Linked DNA regions of Zea mays: region 1 is linked to region 2. Evidence: chromatin contacts called from public Hi-C data. All regions are on one chromosome and are shown on one strand. Each heading gives the region's core, a stretch centred on a gene start, on an enhancer-like site or on the middle of the called end of the contact. The rest is flanking DNA. Distances are from core to core; before and after follow the strand shown.

The links. A called contact is a pair of places that touch in the nucleus more often than the background predicts.
Region 1: a Hi-C map of tassel shows a contact between it and region 2, with 1.8 times the contacts expected there. The contact joins the enhancer-like site here to the promoter of LOC100284719 in region 2. A contact is called at or near these places in 3 of 25 Hi-C or Micro-C datasets (bundle sheath, leaf and tassel).

The regions. Positions count from the first base shown.
Region 1 is chr2:11,792,043-11,795,402 of Zm-B73-REFERENCE-NAM-5.0, reverse strand. No RefSeq gene overlaps it. Among protein-coding and RNA genes, the nearest start is that of LOC115032953, 7.2 kb to the left of the region's middle. Within about 2 kb of position 1,497, at least 17 of the 20 cell types and tissues checked have an H3K27ac peak or open chromatin away from gene starts, as enhancers often do. A contact at or near this core is called in bundle sheath, leaf and tassel, where this site is marked.
Region 2 is chr2:11,561,627-11,565,008 of Zm-B73-REFERENCE-NAM-5.0, reverse strand. LOC100284719 reads right to left here and starts at 1,436. Exons shown (of 3, transcript NM_001413066.1): 1 at 971-1,436; 2 at 1-660. The coding sequence starts at 577.

The DNA.
Region 1 (3,360 bases), core at 248-2,747, 230 kb before region 2:
ACCTCGCACGGTGATCTTTCTTCCAATGCGAAAGAGAACAGACAACTAGGCAATTAGGGCATGTATAGTAGAGAGACATCAAAACGGTTCTCCAAGTACAAGAGATAATTAAGAGACTCTATTATACAATGGAGTGTCTATAAATATAGTCTATTAATAAATACAGAATTAAATGCATTTGTACAGTATCAGATCGATAGAACAGACGATAAATTCGTACAGTGGGAAGTGAGGCGTCTGTTGCTACTTGGTTTACGAGCCAGAAGCGTCTCTTCACGGAGAGACGGTTCTAAGATTTTTTTGCAAATACCCCCTAAAACACCTTAAGAGCCTCTACATTAAACATCGCTATACATGGCCTTAGTAGACCGTACCTAGCTAGCTAGATGAGACTGACTGCAAGAGTGCACTCTACGCCCTCCCTCCCCTATTACTATTCATGTGCTAGGGGCAACAGTTGCCCTCTACCACTTGCAACGGTCAGCTCTACCGAGCCCCCTAGCACGCGGTCTCCTTCTCTCTCCCCCTCAATCCAGGGGTTCACCGTTCATCCCCTACGACACTGTGTTGTGGATCCACGAGTAATTGTTAGTAGATAAAAAATTGATAGTAGATATAGGAAATGATATTTTATAGTTGTAGTGGGATATAGAGGGAGTATTTAGGGGGAACCGCTGCGGGAGATGAAAAAATAGGGGGTGAAATGTTGATGATGTGACGCAAAAAAGTGATATAGGGGGAAAAATTTAGAGGGAACCGCTGCTGATAGCCTGAGTCACCCTCCCGCTGGCAAAACAGATGCCTGCTCTGCTTGATGCACAAGCACAACTGGCAGCTCGTACAAAATGGAGTGGCCGGCCGGGGTGTGGTTAGTGCAGCATGAAAATTGATGCACAAGGTATAAGATTGAGACATTTGTTGACAAATTAAACAGGTAATTCCTAGATTAAAAGAAGAACAGAAATCATGACACTCAAATTTAAATGCTAGTGTATATATGAGCAATGTTGTATGCTAGATTAAACAGCACGTACGAACACAAAAACAATGTGGACATTACTCGTACGTACTCTCGTATACTAGTTAGATTAAATAGCATGAACAACAATATTATATCACGGGGTGTGTAATTTTTTTAAGATTAGCTAAACTTTATGCATCACTTTAAACCTTCTTTTTTGAGCCTCAAGAGCTAAAATTCTAAATATTTAACCACGAAACTTGGGACTGTATGAGCTCTCCAAACAGGACCTTAATCTGAGTCAAGTAAGTTTCACAGTAATCTCCTTCTTCGTGTAAAAGAAATGAGAAAGAGTTGGCAGGATAGCTGGGTTGGGATGCCTGGACCCGTGGACCGACCTGGTTTTGGCACTACCAGGTCGGCAATTTCTGTTGCCTTTTTCGGGAATTGGATTCTTGCCATGCCATCCCATCCACACCAGCTAGTAACCCTTGTTTGGACGCGACGCGTGTTGACCTTCACATGGCCATGTCTGGACTCAATGGACGATGGGGATGGCCTTTGCATATTATTGGTGGCATTCATGTGGCCATGTCTGGACTCAGCTCGATCGACACGTCCAGAGCTCTGCGCTGCGGACTGGTTCTGTCGTGTCCATGCATGTACAACTGAAATGCTTAGTAGCGGTGATCTGTACGTATTTTATGACCGTCTCTGTTAATAAAACATATGCATGTAGCGGTGATTCTAGCTTACATGTAGCTGCTGTTAATAAAACATGTAGCTGCTGTTCCTCTCCGTTCCGTTCCATTTCCAAATCGCATTGCTTGTTTGCTGTGTGTGCCAGCCAGCTATCGGCTCTTAATAAATTATATTATCTTCAGTTCTCTGTTGCATTGCAAGGTCGACGTGGCCTTGTCGGGTGACTCGTTTTGTTTAAGCGATCCATGTGTGGCATCTAATCGTTGACGCTGTTCTTTCCAGATTCCGGGTAGATCGTGTCGTGTGTGTGTGTGTTTGTTTTTTTTTTCTCCCTGAAGAAGGATAAGGACGACGGACGAGAAACAGACGATGGATCGGATCGACCACGCGCGCGCACGGTGCACATGCAAAGCTAGCTAGCTAGGAGTAGTAGGATTAATCTGGATCCTCGACCATCGAGTGCGCCACGACCGTGTGCTTTCAATTTTCATTTGTCCACTCCTGATGAGCACGCGACTGCTGGTGGGTCGATTTTTTTTTTTTGTAATTTCGTTTTTTCGAAAAAAAAATTCACGTTTATACTTGTGGACGACTTAATGTTATTTTAGACCCGTCCGAATTGAAGCCAGCGGCCAGCCTACATGGACCACTTTTTGTTGCCCTGAACGTGAAATCGCAGCCCAAACGTGGCCCAAGCCGCAACCGTAATTAGAAGCCGAAAATATCGAGCCATCTCTGCTTATGCCACCACTCACCAAGCAACAGTTCTGGCTCGCGAGCTAGATGGAAAATACTACAATAGTCCATATGAAAATATATATAGATATTGATCTTTAAGACGTGATTCAAATACAATGGTAAAATGTTTTTTTGTTGTTGTTGCAAAAGCCAAAACTCAGAACAACAGCAGGTTGCATAAATAAAGTCAAACCAAGTAGTTTTGCGGCAACATGATCCAAGCCAATAGTTTTTCGTAGATTGTCGGGCCATGCATGCATACCCCCCCCCCCCCCCCCCCCCCCCCCCCCCCCCCCCCCCCCGTGGTACAGCAGAGCCAGGTTCCTCGGCTCCGCATCCTCATTATGTGAGCTGCAGGCGGCGGCCCACGAAGACAAAAAAGAGTATTTCAAGAGGGGCCGGGCATGCCTTTTGACAATGCACGCTCAAGATTTGAGAAGCTAGAAGCGAGACCGAGATGTGTGTCTAGATTTTATGCATTTTTCTCACTAGACTTCGTGGAATAGTGTCATCTATGGGTAGAGCTTTCAAGAGTTGATATTGAGTTTATCAAAGGCATTCTTATTTCTTATATATAATGTTGATATCACTACCTCCATCCATATGGACCCTCGTTATTCTAATGTTCTTAGTCACCGGCCTAACTACCAGAAGAAATCAACCGACCTCAACAACATGGTCAGGATGGTCACTCCTATCGAAGGTTATGACTCTATCAGACCATCATAAGTATACGTGATTGGTAGGTGTTGTGGTGTTGACATCCGGGCGGAGGGCCCATTGTGGCTAGGTATAGTTGTAAAATCCCAAAAATCCTAACCTAGGGTTGAAACCCTAACCTACCCCTTTTCCCTCCTTTTCATCCTTTAATTCCAAGAACTCCCTTAGATTTTCTTTCATCATATGCATACACCATTGTTTGATCACAAGCACATCACTTAGATTCTATTTTCCAGCAC
Region 2 (3,382 bases), core at 187-2,686:
GGTGCCTCAAGGTTGCAAGCATCATAACTTCTTGCACAAACTGCTGTTCCATTAACCCGGCTCTCTCCGGATCTGCCTCTGGCCTCTCCAAAAGCTTAATGGCAACATCCTCACCGTTGTAGGTACCCCTGTAGAGCTTTCCAAAGGCGCCCTGTGCAAAGGGCATTCCCATGTGGAGCTTAGCTAAATCAATCGTCCACTCCTCATAATCCTTGAGTGTCTCAGTCGGGTACCTTGGGTCCATCAACGCCTGTGCCAGCGCATCGTCGCTCAAGGCGTGAGACACCCGTCCATGACGGAAAATGCTGTGCCCGCCGACCGAGTAATTGCCAACGACAGGTCCCTTGAGGCCAGGGTGATTGAGCATCCTAGTATGGGAGTCACAGGACCCTACGCTGCTGTTGTCCACAGACATTGCAATGGAGCCACCATGTGTGCTGGTCTGCATGCTATTAAGGTTGTCTACCGACATGTTTGAGCCCTCACCGAGCTTCCGGTAGTATGCCATGTCGCAGAAATCCCCACCATTGTCATGGCCTCCAATCATGCCAGCGAAATTGGGGCCTTCCGCCATCATACAGCGACCAAATGCCCCCCTTCTCTCTGCAATTCACCTGTCGCACTGTTATGTTATCTACCGCTTGGACGAAGAGAGGCAACCTGCACAGCAAGAGTGCGTCAGAATTAAGAGCTAAATTCTAGGAACTGCAAGCAGCTGTAACACGAAAGCTGCACGCTCTCCAACAAATCATCAAGCCCCGGTCCGCCCCAGAGAAACAAAGGGGGAAAACGAAAAAAAAAAAAAACGCGCAAAATCGGACCATCTTTCTTCGCCAGAGGAACCTAGAAACCAAATCAATCGCAAGGTACCAACCAAAAACCTACACCAGAACCCTACCCGGATCAAATCCCAAGCTCAGGCCGCTTCCAGAAACTGAATCAAGCTCAGACGCGGCCCAAGAAATTGCACCTCGCGAAGCCCACGGTTTCCGGCGTTTCGGGGGTCGATCGGAGCGAGGCGGCGCGGCGGCGGAGATGAAGCCTGGGGCCGTGCCGGGAGTCGGCGGCGCGGGCGGAGTCAGAGCGGGGAGACGGGTGCGATGACCAGAGGAAAGGGGGAGGGAGAGAGAACGCCTCTGGACGGGAGGACCAGACGGACGAGAGAGGGGAGACCAGACGAGTCACTACTCACGACTCACGAGTCACGAGTGGAGGCGCCTCTCTCTTTTCTCTCTCCTGGTATGGTGGTGGTGGTGGTGGGTTAGCCAGGGTGAGCTGGTTAATTGCGGTGTTTTTTAAACTTGTTCTCTCCTAGTCTGCTTGCTGCCTTTGTGCTCCCTTCCTTGGAGAAAAATTCTGAACGGTCCTGCCGTAGAGGGGTTGAGCTGCGGCACCTCTCCTCTCCGGATTGAAAACGCGTGGTACGGAACGGAAGCGCATCTCACGACCAAGGGACATGTCTTTCTTGGATAGTTCGGTGACACCGCCGGCTTGCTTGCATCTCCCTACTTAGGCCTTTTCGTTTCCGTCGGATTGCACCCGGAATCGTTCCAGCTAATCAAAGTTTATATAAATTAGAGAAGTAATCCGGTCAGGAATCGTTCCGACCCACCAATCCGACAGAAACGAACAAACCCTTAATGTATCGTCTTCTATTTTGGGAGACAGCTGCCTGACGCGCGAGTGCGAACTTGGCGTTGAAGTCCGGCTCACTCTCCTTCAGGCAAGCCGTAGTTGAAGGAGGGAGCGCGCGCAGCGGCGCACAAGTCTGAGATGTTGCCGACCTGCCGTCGCGTGTGCCACAACGTGGTGGCGGAGGCCATCGCCCCGTGGTACGCATTCGCGCCCACGTCTCCATCCTCGTCGCACTCCTCCATCGCCGGCAGCCTCCCTGACGAGCAAGCCGGCGTAGAACGGAGCTGAGCCAACCGAAGGAATCGAGTATAGCGATCTCGCTGAGCTATCCAGGAGCGATGTGTTCCTTGGCCGTAGGATGCACTTTCGTGCCACGTGTCTTCAATCCAGAGAGGTGTCGCAGCCCAACCCATATATCGCACGCCGGAGCGCACAGCGACAACGACAGTGGACTTGGTTGGTCTGCTTGCGCACGGAAGGATGGAGACCAGCTATAGTTGGAGATATAAAAAATATGGTCAATTTTTTGTATTTTGGTCTTTTTCGAAAAAAAATTAAGTTTAGACCCTTGAACGACTTATTTTTGTGTTTGAGTCGTTTGTTCGTTGCCATAGGTAGTGGCGCCGAGGTATCTGACCTGCTGACACGCGAGGGCTGACGCGGCGCCGACGTGACACTTAGCTTGGCGCCACATATCTCATGGATAGGTGTGATAGAGTTGCTCTAAGGCTGTTTCCAATAGTTTAAGTTTACACATATGATCACCTAAAAATATTGTTTTACGATTGTCGGGTACCATAATTAGGGGTACCCCCAACACTCCTAATCACGGCTGGTAAACACCCTCAGACTAACTGACGTGCGCGGTTCAAGCCAAGACTTCGTCTACCCAAGGGACGCGACCTCGCCCGAGCCCAGCCTCGGGCTGGAGCAGTAGTCCCAGACGAGTTCACGCCTCGCCCGAGGGCCTCCTCAGGCAGCGGGCGCCTCCTCGGCTCTCCCGAAGCCCGGCTCGGGCAGGCTTCGTTGTGAAGCAACCTTGGCCGGACCGCCTCACCAACCGACCGCTTCGCAGGCGCATTCAATGCAGGGGACGCCTGACGCCGTATCCTGACACACGCGCCTCAGTCGGCCAGGCCGAAGTGACCGCAGTCACTTCACCCCTCTCTTTTTCTGTCCGATATGACGGGAAAACAGCGCCACCCGCCCCGCTCCGACTGCCGTGCCAACCACCCAGGCGAAGACTGACAACAAGTCACGATCAACCACCGAGTTCGGCCTCGGGCGCAACAGGAAGCTCCGCCTCGTCCAACCTCAGGCTCCAACCTCGAGAGGAGGTCTCCGCCTAGTCCGACCCCCGGACTCGGCCTCGACCTCGGCCTCGGGAGGAATCACGTCCTCGCCCGACCCCGGTCTCGGCCTCAAGAGAAGTCTCCGCCTCGCCCGACCTCAGGCTCAGGCCTCAGGAGGAGGTCTCCGCCTCGCCCGACCCCCGGACTCGGCCTCGACCTCGGTCTCGGGAGGAATCGCGTCCTCGCCCGGCCCCGGCCTCGGCCTCAAGAGAAGTCTCCGCCTCGCCCGACCTTAGGCTCGGACCGACCGCGCCAACAGGGGATACATCATTACCCTATCCCTAGCCACCTCAGGCTACAAGGAACAAGACCGGCGTCCCATCTGGCTTACCCCGGCGACGGGTAATGATGGTGCCCCGCGTGCAACCATGACGCCGGTGGCTCTCAGCCCCTTA